Regions from separate parts of the Gossypium raimondii genome. Here region 1 is linked to region 2. Evidence: chromatin contacts called from public Hi-C data. All regions are on one chromosome and are shown on one strand. Each heading gives the region's core, a stretch centred on a gene start, on an enhancer-like site or on the middle of the called end of the contact. The rest is flanking DNA. Distances are from core to core; before and after follow the strand shown. Region 1 holds the start of LOC105784509 (filament-like plant protein 4). Region 2 holds the start of LOC105784443.

What was found. A called contact is a pair of places that touch in the nucleus more often than the background predicts.
Region 1: a Hi-C map of leaf shows a contact between it and region 2, with 1.7 times the contacts expected there. The contact joins the promoter of LOC105784509 here to the promoter of LOC105784443 in region 2. A contact is called at or near these places in 2 of 2 Hi-C or Micro-C datasets (both in leaf).

What each region holds. Positions count from the first base shown.
Region 1 is chr1:16,166,647-16,173,257 of ASM2569854v1, reverse strand. It overlaps LOC105784509 (filament-like plant protein 4), which reads left to right and starts at 1,574. Exons shown (of 6, transcript XM_012610427.2): 1 at 1,574-1,828; 2 at 3,133-3,279; 3 at 3,449-3,668; 4 at 3,772-6,166; 5 at 6,278-6,332. The coding sequence starts at 3,154.
Region 2 is chr1:15,932,420-15,938,996 of ASM2569854v1, reverse strand. It overlaps LOC105784443, which reads left to right and starts at 4,145. Exons shown (of 3, transcript XM_012610330.2): 1 at 4,145-4,716; 2 at 4,803-4,903; 3 at 5,141-6,061. The coding sequence starts at 4,217. The coding sequence ends at 5,820.

The sequences.
Region 1 (6,611 bases), core at 325-2,824, 240 kb before region 2:
ATTCTAATAGGAGTGAAACTTCTTATTCAAATAATATAAAATAGATGGAGTTTAATAAGGTTTAGAAACCTTATTCTAAAATAAAATAAAAGAAGTATAATTCTATAGGGATTTTACTTTTATTTTATTTTACCACAATATTTTATTTAAATAAGGATTTGGGTCACTTAATTCTAACAGTTGATGGTTCATTCTAAAGACTAAACAAATTAGTGTTGGAGTTATTGCAAGGGATTTTCATGGCAAGTTGGTTGACGGGCAAGGATGAGTATAGTTGCAATGCCACCTAATTAAGGTAAAGGTCGTTCCTATTTTGGTCCACTTTTAATTTTTTTTTGTTAATTTGGTCTCAGCCAGAAATAAATTTGATCAAATTTGTCACTCCACCTTTAAAATGATAATGGAAGACTAATGTATTTTTTTAGTGACCAAAATAGTAACAATGCCTATTTAAAATGTTTACCGAGTAAATTTTCCTAATTTTAAAATGATGAAAATGAGAACCACTCTAATTTAAAAGAACTAAAATAAGAAATGCACATTGACATTCTATTAAGAAATACACAATCAACATTCTATTACTATTTAATTGGAAGTAATTTAATCTAGCAAAACTAGTGTTGTAAAGCAAAGATTAGAGAGCAGGATATAACCAAATTCGGTAGACAACAAAATCCTGTAATTGGGGTCCAACATCACTAACATTAAATTACATGTCCCGAATACCAACGTACTAAAGCAATTTCAATGGTGGAGATGCGGTTACACATGGCAATAGATGCAGCGATGGAGCATGGTAGCAGACAATATTTGATTAAAACAAATCCTCATTATTAGCTGTAACGAGTAGTGACGGCGGTCCTAAGTCGTAACATAGAAACAGAGCATTCCAAAATATCGTTTACAGCCCAGCTGTTGCTCTACCACAGTGAGTATAAATGTATTAGATTTGATTTAAAAACATAATATATTTAAATTATTAATATAAATTATAAACTTATTAAAATTATATTAATATATAAAATAATTATAACTGAAAAAAATAGCGATGAATTGCCAAAATTCACTTCTCATTCTTTATTTTTTTAACATAATGAATTATTTAGTTTTTCAATTTTATAAATAAAATCATTTTAATTTTTATCTTTTTAATCTTTAAATTTATTTTGTTTGTCAAACTACTCAAAAATGGATGATTACTAATGTGACATACACGTGAGTTATCGGTAGATATCATGTCGTAAGTAATTAATTATTTAAAATTTAGAAAATTATGTAAAATATATTTTTAATATTTTAATTTTTTAAAATGACGTACAGATTAATGCATGTAGGTTGCGAGGTGTGTCATCAATAAGATTAACAAATGTTAAAAATTTCACCTATTTTGAGATAATGAGGATAAAAAGATGGGGGGATTAGTATATTTTTATTATATGTTTAAGAATAAATAGGATATAAAATGATTTAGATTAATATGATTAAAAATAAAAGGTTTATAGATGGAAAGTCCTAAAATCTAGTATGTGTATTCGTACACTGGCCTGTTATTAATGAACAAAAACCAAAAACACTGGCATTTAATTTTTATTTGCAGAAAACTAGTAACAATCTCAAAGCCGAATTGGTTTTGTAACTTTTGCTCTATTGCCCCAACGCCACCACCACGGTCCCACTCCCTCCTCCTCCGCCATTGCCACCACTTCTTTCACTTCCTCAAAACACTGAAACCAATAACCCCAAAACCCACAAATTTGGATCTTAACTTTAAATCTCAAACAACACTCTTTTGTTCATACTGTACAAACCTTCATTTCTGATTCTCAAGGTAAGTCAAGTTTATGAAATAATGCGAGTTCTAAAATGCTTCTTTCTTTCGTTCTTTCCTTTTTTTAACTTTTCATTTGCTTGTTTGTTTGGTTTAAGCATAAAGGTTGATGGTCAAAGCACAGTTGTAGTGTGTAGTGAGTAAAAATGGAAAACTTATGTTTTTCCCTCTGCCCTTAGTTTTTGTTCCTTTCTGGTTTCTTTTAATTGCAAGACAAATAGATGTCAGGTTTTATGCAGACTAAAATGTTTCATTTGAGATGCTCTTTTTTTCTTTTTTTTTTTTGTCGGTGAGGTTTCAATTTTTAATGTTTTGCTTGATATGAAGCGAGCTTTTGATTCTAAGATCTTTTGCTTTTTGATTAGATCTTCTTTTTGCATTTCAACTGAAGCCATTGATGAACTTGGTTTTGCTCTGATTCGATTCACAACACTTTGAAACACTGACGATCTTACTTGTTTCTATCTAAAACCATGGCGTTTATATTTATGTTGTACGATAATGAATGGATGTCACACGGTGCCTTTTTTCTTCTTCTTCTTCTTCCCTTTTCAGTTCTAAATTGATGGCTTGTCTTTTTCTTTCACGTTATTTTCAGTCCCAAATTACCACAAATACCAAACTCCTGCTGCTGCTTCATTCTAGTAGTACAATCTGCTTTGTAATTTCTCAACCTTGGAAACTTTTTTTTTATCCCCTCACATGATGCTCTGTTTGGTAGCTGAGAAAATGTAGTATAAAAGAGAAGAGCACCTTGATTTCTGACAGCTGTCTATTAATTTGATTTGGTCAAAGTAAATTCTAGTAAAAATATTAAACTTTCTTCTTAGGATTCTTGGTGACTATTAATAGTTTGGTGAATATCTACCAAAACATTATTCCATCATGCAATGTTAAAGAAATGCTACCTAACCTGATGATCCCCATTCTTAATTTTTGCTATTTCTCAGTGCATTACTAAGATTTGCATTATCTTTGGGAGGATTTATTTGAACTCTTGAGTGTTTTCGGTACCAAATATGTAAGGCAGTTAGCTTTTGGTATCATAGAACATGTTTCTGTTTATAGTCTTTGAATACGGTTTAAGAAAATTGAACTTGGTTTGAAATTGTTTTCATTTCGATTAGAAAAAGAATGTCAGAAACTTATCTGAGAGTAATACGGCCTAAATAGGGTGGCTGCAGCGTGTATCCTTAGTCATATACTATGATTTTTGGATTGGAGTGAGGCTGTGATGTTCAGTTTCCTTTTCTTTTGCAGTATATATATTTTTCTTGACAAATTATTTGGTCTTCTTGACATAGGCTATAAAGGGGTTTCAAGTAATGGACCGCCGTTGGCCTTGGAAGAAAAAATCATCTGATAAAGCTGATAAAGATGCTGCTGCTGCTGCCGCCGAAGCAGATGCTGCCGCTGCTGCTTTAGCTTCAGCTGCATCTCAAAATGATCAGGTAAATCTTGTTTATGTAACTAAACCACATCGGAAAATTGGTGTTTATTTTCTCAACTTTCTGCATTTCTATGCCCTAGCACATTATCTCAGCTGGAGCAGAGATTTATATCTGCTTATCATCTAAATTGTTGAGCTGTTTTATCAGATACTGATTTTGTGTTGAACAGAATACTTACAAAAAACCCAAGTATGTTCAAATTTCCATGGAATCATATTCACATCTCACTGGTTTGGAGAATCAAGTGAAAATATATGAGGAACAAGTCCAGACATTGGAGGATGAGATTAAGGACTTGAATGAAAAGCTCTCTGCAGCCAATTCAGAGATTAGTGGCAAGGAAGACCTGGTGAAACAGCACACTAAAGTTGCAGAAGAAGCAGTCTCGGGTTAGTCTATGCTCAAATGTTCAGAGTCTAATATAAGAGTAAAGTTCCTCTAGCTAAACTTGGTCCAATTTTTTCTCACTCTCTGCTGTTGAATTTGCTGTAGGTTGGGAAAAGGCTGAAGCAGAGGCCTTGGCCTTGAAAAATCATCTGGAATCTGTTACCCTTTTGAAGCTCACTGCTGAAGATAGGGCATCGCATTTGGATGGTGCTCTTAAAGAGTGCATGCGGCAAATCCGAAATCTGAAGGAAGAACACGAGCAGAAGTTGCAAGATTTGGCTGTTAGCAAAAACAAGCTATGTGAAAAGATTAAGCTTGAGCTCGAAGCAAAGATAGCTTATTTAGACCAAGAGCTCCGTAAGTCTGCAGCTGAAAATGATGCAATTTCTAGGTCTTTGCAAGAACGTTCTAACTTGCTGGTCAAGATTACTGAAGAAAAATCTCAAGCTGAGACCCAGATTGAGTGTTTGAAGGGTAACATCGAATCATGTGAAAGGGAAATCAATTCACTGAAGTATGAGATGCATGTAGTTTCCAAAGAGCTCGAAATTCGTAATGAAGAAAGGAACATGAGCATGAGAACTGCAGAAGCAGCTAACAAGCAGCATATGGAGGGTGTAAAAAAGATAGCAAAGCTAGAAGCAGAGTGCCAAAGGCTGCGTGGTCTTGTGAGGAAAAAGTTGCCTGGTCCTGCTGCACTTGCCCAAATGAAGCTAGAGGTTGAGAGTTTAGGCCGGGATTATGGAGATACTCGATTAAAAAGGTCTCCCGTCCGGCCTTCTACTCCACACACACCTGCTGTCACTGATTTTTCTCTTGACAATGCACAGAAATTCCATAAAGAGAATGAGTTTCTCACTGAACGATTATTAGCAATGGAAGAAGAAACAAAGATGCTGAAAGAAGCTTTGGCAAAGCGTAACAGTGAACTACTGGCTTCTAGGAATCTGTGTGCTAAGACATCTACCAAGCTTCAAACTTTAGAAGCACAACTTGCCATCAGCAGCCAACAAAGAAGCCCCTCAAAAGTTAGCAATTCACCAAGTGTGACTTCTGTGTCTGAAGATGGAATTGATGATGAAAAAAGTTGTGCCGACTCATGGGCAACTAGTATGATCTCTGAGCTCTCTCAATTCAAAAAGGAAAAGAGCATTGAAAAGTTGAATAAAACTGAAAATGTGAAGCACCTGGATCTTATGGACGACTTTCTTGAGATGGAGAAGTTGGCGTGTTCTTCAAATGATTCTACTGCAAATGGTGCAATCACTAATGCAGGTTGTACAAACAATAAATCACCCGAAGCTGTTAATGCTGATGCTTCAGGAGAGACTTCTTGCAAGGAACTCCAGTCTGGAAAGCAGCATGATCTATCACCACCAGCAAATCACGGGTCTATAGTCCATCCTGAATCTGATGCAGACAAATTGCTTGTTATGAAGCTTTATTCAAAGCTTTCTATGGTGCTTGAATCAATGTCCAAGGATGCTGATGCGCACAAAATTCTGGATGACATCAAATGTGCTATCCAGGATGCACAGGACACTCTGAGCGATCACTCTGTCAATGGTGTCTCTGAGGAAGTGGATGGCTCTGAAGGCAAATGCAATAGGCAGGGTCATCCGGAAAATGGAAGCTTAACTGAAGGGAAGGACATTGCTGTGCCCCCAGGTGATAAGGTGACTACAGAAACTTTGCAAACTATGAGTCAAGAATTAGCTGTTGCGATTTCTCAGATTCATGACTTTGTAATGTCCCTGGGGAAAGAAGCAAGGGCAGTTGACAACATATCTTCTGATGCCTATGGATTAAGCCTCAAAATTGATGATTTCTCTGTCACCTACAATAAAGTCTTATGCAGCAATGTGAACTTGGATGATTTTATTTTTGGTCTTTCTACTGTTTTAGCCAAAGCCAGTGAACTAAGATTCAATGTGCTCGGCTTCAAGAGTAACGAAGCGGAAATGAATGGACCTGATTGCATAGATAAGGTTGCTTTACCAGAGAATAAGGTAAATCAAAATGATTCATCAGGGGGAAGATATCAAAATGGCTGTGCCCATATTTCAAATCCAACTTCCAATCCTGAGGATCCTGATGATGGGAACCTGGTCTCAGAATATGAATCAAAACAAGCAAGCAACATCTCATCAGAAGAATTCGAGGAATTGAAGTTGGAGAAAGAAAACATGGCGATGGATCTTTCTCGATGTACTGAAAATCTGGAGATGACTAAGTCCCAATTACATGAAACTGAGCAGCTTTTAGCAGAAGCAAAATCTCAATTGGCTGCTGCTCAAAAGTCAAATAGTTTGGCTGAGACTCAGCTCAAGTGCATGGTAGAGTCCTATAGGTCACTTGAAAGACGTGCAGGGGAGTTAGAGACTGATGTGAACCTTCTCAGCACAAAAATCAACACTCTAGAAAATGAGCTTCAAGATGAAAAGAGAAGTCACCATGATGCTTTTTCCCGATGTAAAGAACTAGAAGAGCAATTGCAAAGGTAAGCATTTCACTCTTTAAATATGATTTAAAGTTACTACCAACTAATTGTTGTTTGATTCTATATGCCAGTGTATTTACATTTAACATAATTGTTTTCTGTCACTTGTAGGAACGAGAAATGTTCTGTTTGTTCGGCAGCGGATAATGACCTCAAGAACAATCAGGTGAGGCTATAATTCATCTCGTCTTTCTCAAAACTGGTCTTCCAAGACCTACTTTGAAATCTAATAATACTATTAACAAATATCAAATAGTGCATTTTAGTGTCAGATTCACATGATCAGTTTGGTAAGTTAATTTGATACCGAACAATCTTTATTAGCAAGGTATTCTAGTTTTCAACCGTGGAAGTTCTTGTACAAGTAATTCTTCCTCTTAAGGTTCTTTTCTTCCACAATTACATGTCATGATTCTTTTTACCTGTAATTTGTTGATGGGCTTTA
Region 2 (6,577 bases), core at 2,896-5,395:
TTATGTTGTGTTATTTATGTAATTTATAACACATAAAAAATAAATCTATAGTAGTATATATACTACTATTATGATGTAAACATTAACAATAGTTAAGGTGACTATATATAAAACTTTAATAATTAAAAATATATTTTTTAAAATTTTAAAAAAAATATGGACGAGACTAAAATGAGCTTGGGTTAGCCACTTATAAATATGGACGGATTTGGGAAAAATATTATATTCATAATTCGAGTCAAGCTAAGTTTGGATAAATATAAAATGTGTTAATATCATGCATATACCCAACCCAACCCATAAAAACTTCTGATTACATGGAAGTAAAGAGTAAAGCTCCACTAGTGGAATCTACTAAACTAACTCTAGCAACCCAATTCGTGACCTTGTTTCCACTCTGAATAGGAAAAAAGGTATAATGACTTTTTTGGCCTTTTAACTTTACATAAAAAGTCATTTTAGCCATGCATTTAATTTTTTTTCCTTTTTTTAGCCTTCAAATTTGTATTTTTTTTGTCAAATCATCCCAAAATAGATGAAAAGGTTAATGTTTTTTAACTTTGCTGATGTGGTATACATATGGATTGGCATGTGGATGACACATTAGCATTTAATTAATTTTTTTAAAATTTTAGAATTTAAAAAATATATAAATATTATTTTTAAGAATTAAAAATCATTAAAATTATATAAAAAGTATAAAAATTATAACGAAAACATATTTTTATATTTTCTAAATTTTTAAAAAAATTAATTTTATGCTGACATATCATCCACGTGACAGTCCACATGTATGCCACATTGCAAAGTTAACAACCGTAAATTTTTTCATCATTTTTGGGGTGGATTGACAAAAAATATAAATTTAATAATTAAAAAAGACAAAAATTTAAATGAAAAATTAAATTTTTTTTTTTTTTTGTAAAATTGGAAAACCAAAATAATCATTATGCCAAAGGAAAATGATTAAGAAGAGAAGCTATGGCACACCACAACCTCCTTCATCCTCAACATCATTCTCTGCGAAAAGTATCCTTTAGAACGACCATGAAATCAATTAAGGAACATTTTACTGGACTGGGCCTAATACCGATCCAAGTAATTTCAAATTTGTATGATACGAGTTTGACATTCAAGTAATTATAAATGGGATCAAATTTGAGAAATCTGATTGAATTATTCTAATTTCCAAAAGTGGCATGGTAGAGCCACACAACACATGGGAGGTCAGCTGTTAGGTAAGCTTGTACAATATATAAACAGTCCATAAAACATCACGACAACCGCAAAACATTATAAGTTTCAGTCCCAGTTTTATGCAGCTCCAAATGTGATGATAAGATAAAGAGGAACATGGTCCGCCAACTAATATGAGCCAAAGCTGCACATGGCTGGTTTTTCTGCTACACTCACGAACCCCTCTTTCTTGCCTCTACTATGCCAATTATAATTAATATATATATATATATATATATATATCTCACCATAGCTTGTACGAGCAATATGTATGTATGTGGTTAATATGATATTATTATAGACGAAGCTATCAATGGATTGGGTTTTATACAGGTAATGCAATAATTTAGTAATAACATTTTTGGGGGATTCGTTAGTTTATTTTGTTTAATTAGTGGTTCCATAATGGATCAGTTAGGGAGTGATTTGGTTCCTGTAGTGGCTCAAGACAAGGGGACAATGCTTTACTTTTTTGAGCCAATGGTTGGCCAAATCCGTATCGGAGTTTCAACAACTCTTTGGAAATTAAAAATATATATATTCTCTTAAACATTCATTGAAAGTAATAACCCATTCCATCCAATCCAACACGTCCCGTAAACATAAATTTGAATAAAGTGAACATCACTACGTACTAAAGCCAGACAGGCTTCAGTTAATATCCCAAAATCCATTTATACCACCATGAACCAAAACTTGGAGCGAGTGAGTCAAAATGTGAGGCCTACAAGCAGGTTGTGAGGAATGTATAGGGGCAAAGTTATAAGGTAGGGCATCTGGGGAGTATGGGGAGCTGGTTGTCGTTGAAATTTGAGTGCATGCACTCCCGCTATTGATAGCGATTAGTTGGGCACAAGAGGCTTTGGAATACGCACAATGGCACAGGGGATCCTTTTTTTCCCTTTCTGCGTGTCTTATATGACGTGGTCTTTGGCTCATGCTCTTTTATCTTTTTGCCAATTTTTGGAATCTGGTCCCTTATTTTTCTACATCATTATGCTACACTATCTAACCTACTACTCCACATCCCTGTTCTTTCTTCCTTTCTTTATATATATTGTCCAATGTCTTGAACATTAGAAATTATAAAGATAAGAAAAATACAGTAGAACCGCTTCCGCCAACCATTTGCTCCATAATGACATCAGAGAATCAAATTAAATGGATGCCTACTACCAAAAGCAATGTTAATTTGTTCATGGAATACATACCACTTTGAGATCGAGATTGAAAGTAACTTTTGCATTTAATAGCTTTTTTATTTCTCATAGAACCACAAAAATTAGAAAGGTATCGGTCTAGAGAAAGCCATTAGACCAATTGACTTGGGAACTAGACGATGGAACTAATTATTTATTTTTAATACCTTTTAATGTTTTATTTAATTTAATTGGATTGACCAATTAAACTGGTCGAACCGACAAATCGGTGGCCTGACTTATTTAACCACCGATTTAGTTCTAAAAGCTATGGTCAAAATATTTCATATTGGCATATGTTAATAGTTGGATAAACACATTTTTGTTTGATAATATCTAAATGTACCAAAAATGCTTTATATTATCCCGTACTTAAAAAATTGGATATAAAATTTTAAAAAATAATAATAATTTATCAATAATAAGGAGCGGGCCCCATAACTATCGCTTTATTTGTGGAAGATCGAGAAGATTTTATTCAACATGAAAATGAGTCTAACGATCTGATGACTATTCTCATTATCCAACAGTGGGTATGATGTCATGTGTTTTTTGGGTTTAAATGAATTTTTTTAAAATTTAAAATTTTATATTTTTAATATTTTTATAGTTTGTTAAAAATTTTATATTATTTATAAGTTTTTATTAATTTTTATAGAATTTTAAATATATTTTATTAATTTCATAGTTTTTATAATTATTAGATTTTTATCATTTTTAAAAAGTTTTTATGATTTTTATAATTTTTATAAGTTTATATCAATTTTAATATTTTATTAATTTTATAAAATTTTTATAACTTATTAGAATTTTATAATATTTATAAGTTATTATTAAATTTTATAAATTTATATAAATATTTTAATATTTTATAATATTTTAATAATTTTAGTAATTTTAATCATTTTTATGAGAAAAATAGTATAGTAAGCCAAAAGTTACTATATATCACAATTTGATTGGTTTATCAATTTATTTTAATGATCAACGTGGTCAACCACAAATTCCATTAAATGAGATTCTTAATTGATTATTTTAATTAATAGTAGGGCTTAATTTGATGTGAAATGACTTAATTGATTTTTCTCTTTTTTATGGGTGTTTTTGACATACAAAACTTTTTAAAATTATTTGTGTTAAAGTATTAGCACACTAACATCATTAAAAATAAAATAAAATTTTAGTCAAATATTTTAGTAAAAAACAAAGATAAATTGATAAAATATAAACGTATACATTCCTTAATTTTCTCTTAAGAATTCCAAACCTCTAATTAACAATGCATGATAAGAACATTAGCTTCCTAAATTCAACCCTTGCTAGAACTTTTAAGAAAATTAGCATCAAAACAAATATCGACTAAGTTTCAATCAAATTTATTATATTTTCAACTTCAATTTTTCTAAAAACTTACAACGTAAATATTAGACGAAGGCCCTCATAGCCGTCTGAAAACCATAAATAAAGTGCCGGCCATTCACTAAAACAGTGGAGAACCGTTCGATCGGATGACTTCTCCATTGATGGAGTCCAAAATCATTAGATGGACCGTCACGTCGTGACTTGTATCAGTGGTCCAAAACTTAAGCACTTGTACACAGATAAAGGAGAGAGTTGTATAATATAATAATAATAACATTAATGCAATAAATATGCAGCGACCCCACTCCCACCCTCCTCAATTTTCCTCCTTATTACCACTCTCAGATCCCACCCCATTTGCCCACAAAAGTTATAAGAAAAGCGAAAGAGCTGAATCTACACTTGTATTATTATTTATTATGGCTCTGCTGACTTTCTTGCCGGAGGCGGCGGCGGAGCCCATGAAACAACCGCCGAAGCGCCGGAGAAAGCAAGTGAAAAAGCAAAAGCAACCCACCACGTCTTCTTGGGATCAAATCAAGAACTTGCTCACTTGCAAACAGATGGAAGGGTCCAAAGTCCACGACCCTTCGAAGAACAATAACCCGGCGCCGCCTCATCATCATCAACATGGCTACTCAAAGCTGGGTTCCTCTTGTAGCTCCATCTGCAGCTTCAGGGACGTAGTTCATGGCAACACGAGGGTTGTTCACAGAGCTGATAACTCACCTGAGAGTAGCACAATAGGTCAAGAAACTGCGCTGCTCAGACGCAAAGCTGTTAATGGGTCGTCGTCGCGGTCCTTGTCGGGGTCAACAAGATCCAATAACAGCACCACCACCTCGTCTTCTTCAAGAGCTATTCAATTCAGGAAGCTTTCTGGGTGTTATGAATGTCATACGATCGTTGACCCCAGCAGGTATAGTATATAAATATAGAATAAAATAATTTGAATTTTTTTTCTCATTTTCCAGAACTTAATTTAGAAAATGTGAAAAATTGCAGGTATCCATCGTCAAGAACAAGTATCTGTGGCTGCTCACAGTGCGGAGAGGTGTTCCCAAAAATTGAAAGCTTGGAACTTCATCAAGCAGTTCGCCATGCAGGTACTGTAATTTCTGTACCTATTACTTAAGTCATTAAAATTGTTTATCCAAAGTTACAAAAATTAAAATGAAAACTTTGCAACTTGGACAAATCAGTGGGTTAAATTGCCCACCACCCATTTCGGAAATGACTGAGGCATATGACGTGGCAAGTAGTGTGTAATGGTAACGCTAAATTTGCAGGGTTTTATGTTTATTATTTTCTTTTAATTTGATCCCAGTCTTTTGTTGGTTTAGTTTCGGAGTTGGGTCCAGAAGATTCGGGCCGGAACATTGTGGAAATTATTTTCAAATCCAGCTGGCTAAAGAAGGACAATCCGATCTGTAAGATCGAACGGATATTGAAAGTCCACAACAACCAACGCACCATCCAACGGTTCGAGGACTGCCGCGACGCAGTGAAAACGCGCGCCCTTAATAGCACCAGAAAGAACCCCAGGTGCGCCGCTGACGGCAACGAACTCCTCCGTTTCCATTGCACAACCTTGTCCTGCTCCCTCGGCGCGCGCGGCTCCTCCAGCTTGTGCGGCTCCATCCCCGGCTGCGGCGTCTGCACCATTATCAGACAAGGGTTCCAAAACAAAGGCGGAGGGACCGCGCCAGCCGCAGAATTCAAGGGTGTCGTCACAACGGCTAGTAGCGGTAGGGCCCACGACTCAATTAAGCGTACGGACGGACGTAGGGCCATGCTGGTTTGCCGTGTGATCGCGGGAAGGGTGAAGCGAGTGGCGGATGAAGCGCCGCCGTTGGAGGACGAGAATAGCAGCGGCGTATCTTCCTCGGCTGGTTCGTACGACTCTGTAGCTGCGTACGCCGGGGTTTACTCCAATCTGGAGGAGCTAGTTGTCTTTAATGCAAGGGCTATCCTTCCTTGTTTCGTAGTCATTTACAAAGCACTTGAATCTGGACTGATATGAAAACTCAAAATATCTTTACTTTCATAGAATTAGTCTAATCAAACGATGCTCATTAACAGTGTACATAAACTTTGATCTTACGTTGTGGCACACGGGATCAAACCCCCCTTTCTTTTTGGAATTGAATTATAATGTTTATTAGCTCAACTGCTTAACCGCATGCGTGGCAGCTGATTCCTGTCGCGCCAAATTAAATATTTCTGTGTAATAAATAGACAAAGCAACGCCAAAATTTTCCTCCTCTTCTGCTACTGAGTCTCTATATTTTATGATTTGACTATTTTAAATTTAAAATTTTAATCTTCCGTCAAATTCATTAAGTTTTTTTTTTTGTGACAATAAATTTTTAAGTTTTGCTATTTTTACATATTACTCTCTAAGATTTTAGTTAATGGATTAACAATATTTATTTATTTTAAGATTAAAATTTTAAAATTAAAAAGTTTAAGGACTTACAATGATCTAATTAGAGAATATAGACTAAATCTACAGTTAAACGCATAGTATAGGACTAGTAATTAAATTTAACTAAATCAATAGATGAGAACTAAAATGTCAAAAGTATAAGGATTAAATTTGACCAATTTAAAAAGGAACTAAAGTTGATAGAACTAAATCTATAACAAAATTTAACCAATGGTAAAATGCAGCCATTGAATCGTCTCCTTTCACAGCCTTAATTCACTTACCTACCCACTCTGCATTTTTTATGGGTTGAAGGTACCAAAGATAAATTAGAATTATTATATAATATATA